Linked DNA regions of Arachis hypogaea: region 1 is linked to region 2. The links are chromatin contacts, called in public Hi-C maps. All regions are on one chromosome and are shown on one strand. Each heading gives the region's core, a stretch centred on a gene start, on an enhancer-like site or on the middle of the called end of the contact. The rest is flanking DNA. Distances are from core to core; before and after follow the strand shown.

What was found. A called contact is a pair of places that touch in the nucleus more often than the background predicts.
Region 1: a Hi-C map of an unstated tissue shows a contact between it and region 2, with 5 times the contacts expected there. The contact joins the promoter of LOC112733790 here to the enhancer-like site in region 2. A contact is called at or near these places in 4 of 8 Hi-C or Micro-C datasets (leaf and an unstated tissue).

What each region holds. Positions count from the first base shown.
Region 1 is chr13:134,042,268-134,047,685 of arahy.Tifrunner.gnm2.J5K5, forward strand. It overlaps LOC112733790 (ras-related protein RHN1), which reads right to left and starts at 2,014. Exons shown (of 7, transcript XM_025782876.3): 1 at 1,445-2,014; 2 at 1,250-1,327; 3 at 588-755. The coding sequence starts at 1,483. LOC112733789 (probable polyamine oxidase 4) reads right to left here. Exons shown (of 10, transcript XM_025782875.3): 3 at 5,226-5,314; 4 at 5,015-5,128; 5 at 4,689-4,776; 6 at 4,497-4,582; 7 at 4,309-4,411; 8 at 3,897-3,994; 9 at 3,078-3,507; 10 at 2,506-2,988. The coding sequence ends at 2,674.
Region 2 is chr13:133,951,529-133,957,473 of arahy.Tifrunner.gnm2.J5K5, forward strand. It overlaps LOC112733780 (a long non-coding RNA gene), which reads left to right and starts at 746. Exons shown (of 2, transcript XR_011870027.1): 1 at 746-889; 2 at 1,212-2,693. It overlaps LOC112733779 (FACT complex subunit SPT16), which reads left to right. Exons shown (of 3, transcript XM_025782865.3): 3 at 1-432. The coding sequence ends at 185. Within about 2 kb of position 3,488, at least 2 of the 3 cell types and tissues checked have open chromatin away from gene starts, as enhancers often do.

The DNA of each region.
Region 1 (5,418 bases), core at 764-3,263, 89 kb after region 2:
AACCATATACTTTACCAAATTTCACAAGCCTTGTAATGAAATCTATTAAATAACCTCTGATCAGTCATTAGTTTCAAATTAAGGTATGGCATAGACCTCAATCACTATTATGCTACAACGTTTTGTGTAAACTTTGGGTCAAAAAGAAACAAACAGGTTTCCTATTAAGAAGCATCATGCATATAATAATGTCTAAAAGGCAAGATGCAATCTCATGGCAAGGATTGTTCTGGAAACTATGGAAATACTGTAAAACAGCATTTGACTATGTATACACCAAACACATACAATCCAGAGTCAGAATGTTTTCAAACTTACTATTATTTTTCAGGGGAATGTAAAGATATAAGGATAATCATATTTTAGACACTTTAAACCTCAATCCAAAAACACATTTCCAGCATCTAACAAATACAACAGAAAGGGCATCTTGATCACCTAATTGAGCACAACAAAGTTGTGATTTGAGACCTACCATGCATTATAAGCAAGAAAGAAGTATCAGCACAAAATTACAAGCCAGAAAAAGCTAATTGATGTAGACCAAATATTAACAACTTAAATAGGTATTCAAAAGGGTATTATACCGGGGTAGTAATGTCATAGACAATGATAGCAGCAGCAGCACCTCTGTAGTACATGGGTGCCAAGCTATGGTATCTCTCTTGCCCAGCTGTGTCCCAAATCTCGAATTTCACTGTCGCATCATTGACAGCCAATGTCTGAGAAAAGAACGCTGCACCTATAGTTGATTCCTGTGACAATAATAAAACCACAAAAATTCAGTATGATGATCCCCACCTTCTGTACATTCAAGCCTTGTCACAAAATCAAAGCTCCTAAAACCATCAACATTGACACAATCACCAGGAGAAGATATCTTCTCTGAATCTCTCCCGTTCACATCCCAATTTTTAATTTCTTCTCGGCTACTATCTTCAGTTTCAAAAAGATAGCAAATTGGTCTCAGTAGCCACCAACTATCATAACCTTCGTGATCAGATTGAGCTTCAGCTTTTCGCAACCAGCTGGAATTCCCATATATGATGTAGCTCCATCATAGTAGCCCCCCCGGGACCCAAAAAAAAAAAGATTTGATTCAAAACGAATAACCCACTTCTAATTTATCGAAACAAATGCCCGTGATCAACAAACCCAACAAACTTCAGCAAATAAAGCAAGGAAACCCTTAAAATTTTAGAACTTCCAACTCCAAAACGAGGAAATACAAAAAAGGGGTTTAAAAAACCTGAAATTCAAGAAATTGACCCTTGACGAAGCGCAAAACGAGACTGGATTTTCCGGCACCCATGTCCCCGAGGAGAACCTGATGACATATATATTAAGAATATTAAAAATACTAAACAATTAAATTAAAAGCAAGGGAATTATCGAACGGGAAAGAGATGGAGCGAAGAACGAAGGTGAAGGGTAAAGGACCGACCAATTTGGCATTGAGATTGTTGTGGCCGATCGTAGCCATTGGGATGAGAATTGGATCGATCGGCAAATCGGAGAGAAAAACCTACGACCCAATACCCAAAAGATTCGAGCTTTGTACTCCGCGAATACGCTGAGGATTTGGAATGATAAAAAAGAGACAAATAGAAAGAGAGAATGTCTCTTCCGCTGAATAATAATAAGTTTATTTGCTTTTCGCTTACGGTGGGTTGTTTCCTTCGTTGCTTGCTGCGTCGGCGTCCAAACGCTTTCGTTTTATTTGTTTTCTGTCGTTTGGCAGAATTCTTTTGGGCTTTAATTTTATTAAATAAAGAAAATTAATTTATTTTATTTACACGGTTGGTGTGGGACTGTAGGTTGATGGTGACATGCAAATTGCAAATGCAAAAATTGGTTTTGCTTATATATTGGGCAAGTCCATAAGGTACGTAACTACGTAAGAAACAACCAAAATTTCGATCCCTTTAGTGTTGCCTGTTATGTTCTTGTGGAGAATATATATAGGATTCTTTGACTGCTACCATCTTCCACCAATTTAATTTTATTTCAATTTGGATAGCAATAATGGCTATACTGCCACTGAAATATACCATTACTGTTTAGAAAAGAGACACAGATGGAAGTTTCAATGCACAGGCTTATATGCGACAGCTAAATCATACGCTTAAATACGAAGCCATAAGAGGCATAGTATCCGCTCCATTGAGCATATGTTTTGTGTTGTTGACCAGCTACCTCAAAGGAAGCTTCGTGGATGCGTCATGCATTGTGTGATTTGTAATTAAAGCGCTTCAAAAAATATTATTTTAAAAAATGTTAAGAGTTATCAAAATTTATTATTTTTACGTATCACTTAATTATTAACTTAATTTATTTAATTTAATTCTTAGTTTAGTAATCTAACAATATACTTTATTTCATATTTTATTCCTCTATTATTTTAATGTTATAAATACTATAAATTTAGTTTGCTTGCTAAATATTAATTTATAATTAAATTCGAGAGATGTATACGTAGCAATAATAAAAATAATAAGTGATGGATTTTAGACAGAATTCCAAATGACTACGACCACAAACCAAATAAGTACACAGAATTGATCCGGGAAGTGATAACTTAAAGGAATCCTTATGTTCAACAAACCAGGATAAGACGAAAGGGTGTTATCATACACAAGAAATGTTAATTTATTATTTTCAATTGGTCACAGATCACATCCTAGAAATCTGAAGAGGAATAGAAGTTTCAAGCATTTCATGCCTGAGAGAGACAAGAGGGATCTTTTCCAATTGGCCTTGTTTCTCCAAAATGTGTGTCTGGCAATTCTCAGCGGCCATAACACCAGCAGAGTAAGCTCCATGCACTGATCCCTGATTATCCAAGCTCACAGCTTCACCACCAAAGAATAGATTACCTAATGGTGCACGAAGCTTGTCATACACGTCAGTTGGCTTTCCAACTAAATCATATGAGTAGCAACCAAGAGAGTTTGGATCTGTTCCCCAACGTGACACGAGATACTGAACCTGCAATCATCCAACAAAACAGTTTATCAGGCTCCCGCAATAGAGTGCAAAGAGGAGAGCATGTATGAGAACATGAGAAATGAACTTACTGGCTCACAAGCATCAGGGAACATATTCTTGAGCTGTTGCATTACAAACTCGGCAGCTGATTCATCAGAAAGTTTCTCCAGGTCATAAGCAAACCTGCCAGCCGCCATATAGACGAGAACGGGATGACCTGTTGCTTTGTGGAGATTGAGAAAATAGCCACAGGCATAAGAGGTTGGGGCAACAATGCCCAGGAGTTCTACATTAGGCCAAAACACCTTGTCGAATCTTAGGGCCACCTTATTTTCATTGCCCACTCCAAGATCCGAAATGGCTGAAACCTTCCAATCGGGCAGTTTTGGTTCAAATTCAATCAGATTGGCCTTTAGAATTCCAAGAGGAACGGTTATAATGGCAGCATCAGCAACAAAGTTCCTACCACCCTCGACCGTAACCATTACCTTATTGTAACCACTGGATATCTTGGTCACCCTACATAGTGAAGTTTGCATAAGGGTCAAAACTTTGTGTCTTATAGATGGTAAAACGGTCATTCTGCTACCGAATGCTACCAATGTCTCAGATTCAAAAGAAAATCATACAAGTCCCCAGATTACGTTGTCACATGTCTAAAAAGAGCTAGCAAAAGGACTTGTGAAATATGTTGTAAAACAACATATTTCAAATTAGCAGAAAATCTAATTCTAGAACCAAGTTAGAGCGCGCGGAAAAAATCCACTTTACTTTTTGTATCAAAGTAGCAACATATTCAAATTTTCCATTGCCTAATATTTCTCCAAGTCAAAAAACATTTTTCTTCTCTCCCTACTTATTGCAAGTCCTGTCATGGAATCATGAAAAAATGGGATTTGTATGCATACCTGTGGTTTAAGCGTATATCAATATCTTTTGCAAGAGATTTTATAATAGGGTCATATCCTTGCACCATAAGTCCATGGCCACCGGTTAGGACATGTTCCTATAATCAGAAAAATAAAATGTAACCAAGTAAGCATATTTGGATATTAGTTAGTATTAAGTTGATCTTTGCATTCAGATAGAATATAAAAACAACCAATGCACATTATATAATGATCGGTCTGAAACAATCTATGTCAATTTTACAAAAATTTGACATTTTTAGGCTTCTACTATCAAACTCAACTCACAGAACTCCATCATATATTCAATAATAATCTAATCCAATCTAATCAAAGGCAGGTGGCAAACTAACTTTACGAAAAAAAGATATTTTTTATCCTTCAACTAATATTAATATACGATGGCACTTACTTGGTCCCAGGTTTTCAGTGATATCATATCCGCATCAGCAGCAAACCAAGCTTCCATTCTGCATATAAACCATTGCAGCACTTCATGGGCAAGTCCTTGTTGCCTGCAAAAAGCTTTGCCAGTTACTTTCATATAACTTCAAGTTTCAAACTCATAGCCATAGATAATATTATTATACTAAAAAGTACCTTAGTTCTGGATGTCTGTCTAACACAATTGAAATTGCTTGGGAAACTGACATGTCATCAGGATTTTCATCTCTCACTTTCCCTGTCTGTTATCACAAGCAAAGAAACAATTAGGCTCCAGCTAAAGATACTCACAATCACATTCTTTACTGAAAAACCAAAAACCATATTAAGGAAAGTGGAAAAATCAACCTCTTCTAGTATTCTCTTAAAGGTGTCTCCGACTTCAATAACTGTCTGTTGTGGAACTTGATGACCATTGATGTTGAACAGCATATAACTGGAAACGCAATGAGTTTGCTGATTAGCATGAAGTACTAGTAGTATAATATAGCCTCTACAAACAAAGAAAATATGATGGCATACATATTTATTCATTTGGCAAATTTATCACATTTATTTATATGTTATCGTGTAGATTCACTTAAAATACTATTTCTTTTTATTCTAAAAATTGCAAAAAATTCCATTCCAAACCTTAAAATGCATCAACCTCAAAAATGATGGATGATCGTTACCTTTCCAAATCATGGTCATATAAGACAGAGTTGTCACCACTGGTTCGGTATAAAGTAAGGCCCAGACCACGTATCAATGGAGCCAAGGGATTCTCATTGCAAACTCCATGCAACCTGGAACATAGCACACAGATCAAAAGGCCATGAATATTATTATTGCGCACAAAACACTCTATACAACAGAGAGACAATTCACTGGAAAAAGTTGTACCATGAGGCACCCATATCAACTGGACAACCAAATGAGTAGTCAGTATGAATCCGGCCTCCAACTCTGTCCCGTGACTCGAGTACGGTTACCTGGCGAAATCATGAAAATATGTTAAAATAGAAAGCAAGAAGAATTATTTTCTAACCTAAAGAGATAGAAAGAATGAATAAGGAGAAAAGCAAATCATAATTAT
Region 2 (5,945 bases), core at 2,238-4,737:
AGGACTCTGAAGAAGACAAGGGAAAGACATGGGAAGAACTTGAGAGGGAAGCAACCAATGCGGACAGGGAGAAAGGGAACGACTCTGACAGTGAAGAAGATCGGAAAAGAAGGAAGGCAAAAGCATTTGGCAAGTCACGAGCTGGTCTCAGTAGTAGCATGCCGAAGCGGGCCAAATTAAGATAGAATTTGGTTTTTGTTCTTAGCCAGCTTGTGGTTTAGTGCAGTTAGCAGCATGAGCTTGGAGCTGGCCTGTCTCTCTCCATCAAATGTCCTTAAAATCTCTCAATTCTTTTCAGCCTTGTGCTTCTTTCTTTTTCTTTAAAAGCCTAGGGTTTAGAATCTTTTTCTATATCGTTTTGTGTTAGCTTGGTGAATGAAATAGTGTATTCAGATTAAGTAAACGAGCAATAAGATTCTTATTCGGCACAAACACTGCTTTATAAGTTTCAATTTTGATGTCCAAAAAGTTTTTCCTACTATTATGTATTAATCTATTAGTAAATTCTATGTAGTAGCTAATGTGTTGACATCTAATTATGTTTTATCATAAGTAGTTTTTTCCCATAATTTTTTCACTTTTGTTTACGTGGAGTTATATGACAAGTTGAGGACTCGTACTTCTTTCTTTTCTATCAAGTTTCAAGTTCAACCAGTGACCTCCAAGACAAGTCAACATTTGAAAAAAAAAAAAAAAAAAAACAGATTACTTGTTGGGTAAGGAGGGAAAAGGTTAAAACAGATTACTTACTAGTTAGATGCTCGTCTTTTTCCTTTGAACCACTAACTGAGGTCACAAAACAGGAATACCATTTCTCCTTAGTTGTATCGAAGAAGTGATCCAATCCACAATCATAATTCACACTGCAGTTCACAGGCAACACTTTAAGGTATTTTCTTTTCTCATGTTATTTTTCAATGTTATATTAACTAATTTTTCTAATATGGTCAGTATTCATCTTGTACTATGATTATTAATTTGATTTGGTTCACATTTTTTCTGCTTTCATGTCATGATTGTCTTTTCTAATAAAGTGGAAACTTTAATGTTAATTTCTGTGTAATTTCTTTGTAATTTTTGTGCCTTATTAGTAATTTTTTTTCCACTAGAAAGCCACAAGAAGTTTCGTATGCACCTGGATATAAAAAATACATTGATCAAGTCAAAGTCAATTCCAATTAGAAGTTTCATGTGTTTGTTCACAATCACAGGTATTTTAGAACGTGGTGGAGAAAAATTGTTTCTTGTCTTGAATAAGCACCAATCTGAATGAAGAACATGGAGTACAATAATTTCCAAGGTGTTAGAACAACCTCTCGTGATAGCAGCGTAGGTCTTGTTTGCCACTATCAGTTCGAAAATGGTTCATCTCAGTTTCTCTTTTTGGATGATGCTGAGAATGGTGCTGTCCTTAACCATTCCCTCAGCTTCTTCACTGAAAATTTTGTGCAATCACTTGCTTCTAGCAATGGTTTGATCCTCTTGTCTGGCTATAGTGTTGATCAACCCTGCTATTATGTCTTCAATTCCCACACCAAGAACTCTCACATGATTCCTCAGGCTAGCACCCTTGGCCGCATCATTCGAATCGGGTTAGCCTATGATGGTTCCCAATTTGAGGTTGTGATTGTTGAAGCAGGATCTTCATCCGAATCTAACGGACTAGAACTGCATATCTTCTCTTCTGGCACTGGAAGTTGGAGTAGGAAACACCTCACCGATTTGACTTTGCCATCTTTGCCAGAATTCGAGTTTCAAGAGCTTGGCACGCCTCCTCTTTACTCAAACGGAGCAATCCATTGGGAAATAGCAGGTATTTGCTTGTGTACCAAGTCAAAGGTAGCCGTTGTGAGCTATTTGAACTGCCAAATTTGTTTGATGATTGGTCTTGGCAATCAACAATGACTTACCGTCGTTCTTTATGCGAATCGGGTGGTCGAGTGTACTATTGTTACACCGATTTTGATGGCTTCCACATTTGGGATCTTCTCAAGGAAGATGATATTCTTGGAACATACTATGCTTGCATTGATTCCAAAAGGTTTAGATGGAGACTAGTCCAAAGCATCATGCATGAAGTATTTATCTCAAAGTACCAATTTTTTTATGGCAGATTCATTGATTGGGAACCTTACAAGATTTCACCAATTGGTTATAGTGAACAAGCACGGAGCATATATTTGCAGATTCCAGGAACTGTTGTTTCTTACAATTTTGATACAGGAATTATGAGAACAATCTGCAACTACTCATATGCAGGAATTAACTTCAATTGCTGCAAATTCCTTCCTTTAATTGCTTCTGGGGTTACCAATGGTACAAGAGAAGTGGACTTGCTGCCTAAGGAACAAATGGAGCTGAATCTTCCAATAGCAGAGATGGAGACGTTATCTCTTTGAGATTCTGTATAGTGTATAGAGAATTAAAGATTATGGTTATTCTGATGTCAATAAATACTGTATTTACTGTTAGGATTAGTTTTCTTAGTGTCTGATAGATAATTAATTAGTGGATATTTTAGAGTGAAATATTTAAGTATGCATTTTTTATATCCTTTTGGTTGTACTAAAACTTTTTTTTTATCTTTTTACTTATATTTCTTAGATTTCATTCAGGTTGAATAGTCATTATTCAAGTTTTATTGTTAAAAGTTTAATTTAATTCATTTAAATAGACTGAAATTTCATACAGTAGATAAGAATCTCTTTATAAAAACTTTTACATTCCGAAAAAGTACTCAAACCTTTTGGTTAATCATTTGCATCCAGTTTCATTAGGTCATCAGGCGCTTTGTCTTTTTCTTTAGGACATCAAGCATTTCCGATCCTTCTTAAATGTTTAGATAAGAGAGTTGAATTTTCTTTTTTGGTATTACAAAAGAGTTAAATGTTACTAGTCAAAGGCTTTATTAAAAATATTTTTGAATGTTATTAATCAAAGGCTTAAGTACAAACATTTTTCCTGTTTTTTACTGTATCTTTTAATTTAGCAGGATAAAAAATAATCTGTTTTTCTAAATTCGGGTGTATTTGTTGTTAAGTATACATAATGACCAGTAGACCAAAGCCTTACATGTGATCAATCTAAGTTTTTTTTTTTTGGTCAGGGTCCAGGCTAACAGATAAGCCCAGACCACAAAAAAGAAATCGGAAACCCCCAACCCTATGACCCGACCCGGAACTGGACCCGGCACTGGATGCATTCTCCTTCCCCAATCTGCAACCGCTGCTCCTTTCCACGCATTGATCAATCTAAGTTGGTGCAAACATTATTTTTTAAAAGGGCCAGATATTCGACCTGATGGACCATTTACCAGGCCTTAACTGTTTTTGGTAATCCAAAAATCCAAAGTCAAGTTAAAATGTAGGCCTCAGACGGCAAACATGGTTCCTTTTTAATTTGATGGGTCGCACTACTTCAAACTTTCACTTTCTTCAGTTCAAGAAAAAAAAAATGAGATCCTTTGTACGAAGACGAGCCATGGCCGAAAGAAAGAAAAAGAAGAGAAGCGCAGCTGAGACTTGGACAAATGGCAGAGATGAACCAGGGTTGGAGTGAAGGATATAGAACCCATGTGGTAGTAGTGTGTGTTAGGGGTGTTCAAAAACTCATCCGATTCAAACACTATGTTTACTTGCGGTGCGGTTTGGATTGGATGATATTTTAAAAAAAATGGATCCGATCCGATCCAATTTCGAGTGGTTTGGATTGGATTGGATTTGCGATTTTGTAAATTAAAAAAATTAAATATATATAACAAGTCTTAACATCAAATTTCAAATAACCAACAATGACATAGCAAGTCTTAACAATATCTTAAAAAACCAACGATAACATAAGAATAAAAATAAAATTATAGGTTAGTTAAAATAAATAAATAAATCACATTTTGAACATAAAACATCTATTAAATAATAATAATACATGAAAAATATAAAAATATATAACAAAGTGAATATGTTATAAGTATAATTGTAAACATAATAATAAAATAATAATATTATAATACATTGTGCGGTTTGGATTGAATTGGATCGGTTGTGAAAAGTAGATCAGAAATCTGATCCGATCCGATCCAGCGGTTTACAAAAAATAAGATCCAATCAAATCCGAATTAGTGCGGTTTTAATCGGTTTTCGATTTGGATTGGATTGAATGAGTGGTTTAATTTGGATCGATTTGAATTTGAACACCCCTAGTGTGTGTGTGTTTTATGTAAAGGACAAAAAAAAAAAAAAGGAAAACAATATCTATATACCAATACTAGAAAAGAAATAATATAATTTATATAAAAAATATCATATTTATAGTTTTATAAAATAAATAATTACTAAATTATATATTGTTCTGGTAAGGATATTCTTCTCTGCGCTATACATCGGATCCTGGATGTTGACGGCAAGAGATGACTTTGCTCGTCGTTTGAAGTATCCTCCTTGAACTTGGACCCAAGCGTGGTACCTGCAAAAAGGACTCCGACGGTCAAGTCAGTAGAAAATCTCTTAACTTATGTATATAATCGAGTTGCTATTGTATGACTTGTCTGTTAGACTATTGATGTTGCTGCCGTTTTATAGGCTTTTAGTGTTTGAACTGTTCAGTGGCTTGTCGAGCGGATCTCAGCCCCAGCCGAGATTCTTGGGGAGTACTGTTTACGTGATAAGGTCATGTTTATCTGCAATTTCGAATTTTCTGACGTGGCCGAGGTATAAGTCGTTACTTCCGAGTTATATGGTACGATACATAACCCCCGAACTTGACTTGCCTATCTATTTATTAGCAAGTTGAGCTTTTATACGACTTATATCTCGTTTTGCCCTGCTGAACCTAGTAGCCCCCAAGCTTAACGATGCGTTTCCAAGCTTGCGCTATTAAAAAATTAAAAAATGAAGAAATGATAAAAAATAAAAATAAGTGATAATTAATTTTAGTTTCAAAAAATTAAAAAATGAAGAAATGTTCTTTAAAGACTTTGTCCATTAACCTTTGATAGGTTGTCCCTACATTTTTTAGCCCAAAGGGCATTACCTTGTAACAAAAGTTGCCTTGATCGGTCACGAATGCTATTTTCTCCTCATCGTCTGGGTGCATGAGTATCTGGTTGTACACTGAATAGGCGTCATGAAGCTAAGTACCTGGAATCCTGAGGTGTCGTCCACCAATCTGTCAATGCTCGGAAGTGGATAGCAGTCCTTGAGACATGCTTTATTTAGGTCGGTGAAATCTACGCACATGCGCCATTTTCCCAAACTCTTTCTCACCATCACTACATTGGCTAACCATGAGGAGAACCGAAGTTCCCGGATGAATCCTGCATCCAGTAGTTTCTGGTTTCTACTTTTGCTGCTTTTTTCCTTTCTGACCCCAAGTTTCTTTTCTTTTGTCTTGTAGGTCGGACGTTAGGATTGACTGCCAGTTTGTGACATATAAAATTCGGATCAATTCCTGACATATCTGCTGGTGTCCATGCAAAAAGGTCGGCTTTGGCCTTCAATATTTCGATAAGACCTTCTTTGTTTCCTGCAAGGAAAGCAGATCTGATGTTAGTAAATTGATCGTCTCGACCTAACTGTACCTTTTCTAGGTCGTCCACAGGTGTAGGACAACTGTTGTTACTTTTGGGGTCCAGTTCGGCCAAAGTAGGAATGCTTTCTAAATTGTACACCGAATGAACCCGAGGTATGTTCTTCTTTTTTGTTGCTTTTAGGCCCGCGTTGTAGCATTGCCTAGCCTCTTTATGATCGGCATACACTGTTCCTACCATGTTGTCCTGGAAAGGAAATTTTACACAAAGATGGACCGTCGAAACGATGACGCCAAAGGCATTAAGTGATGGTTGTCCTAGAATAATGTTATAAGGACTAACACAATTGACTACTAGAAATTAAATGTCTAAAGTTTTGGAGCTCAGAGGCTCCCCTAGTGTTGTTCTTAGCCAAACATAA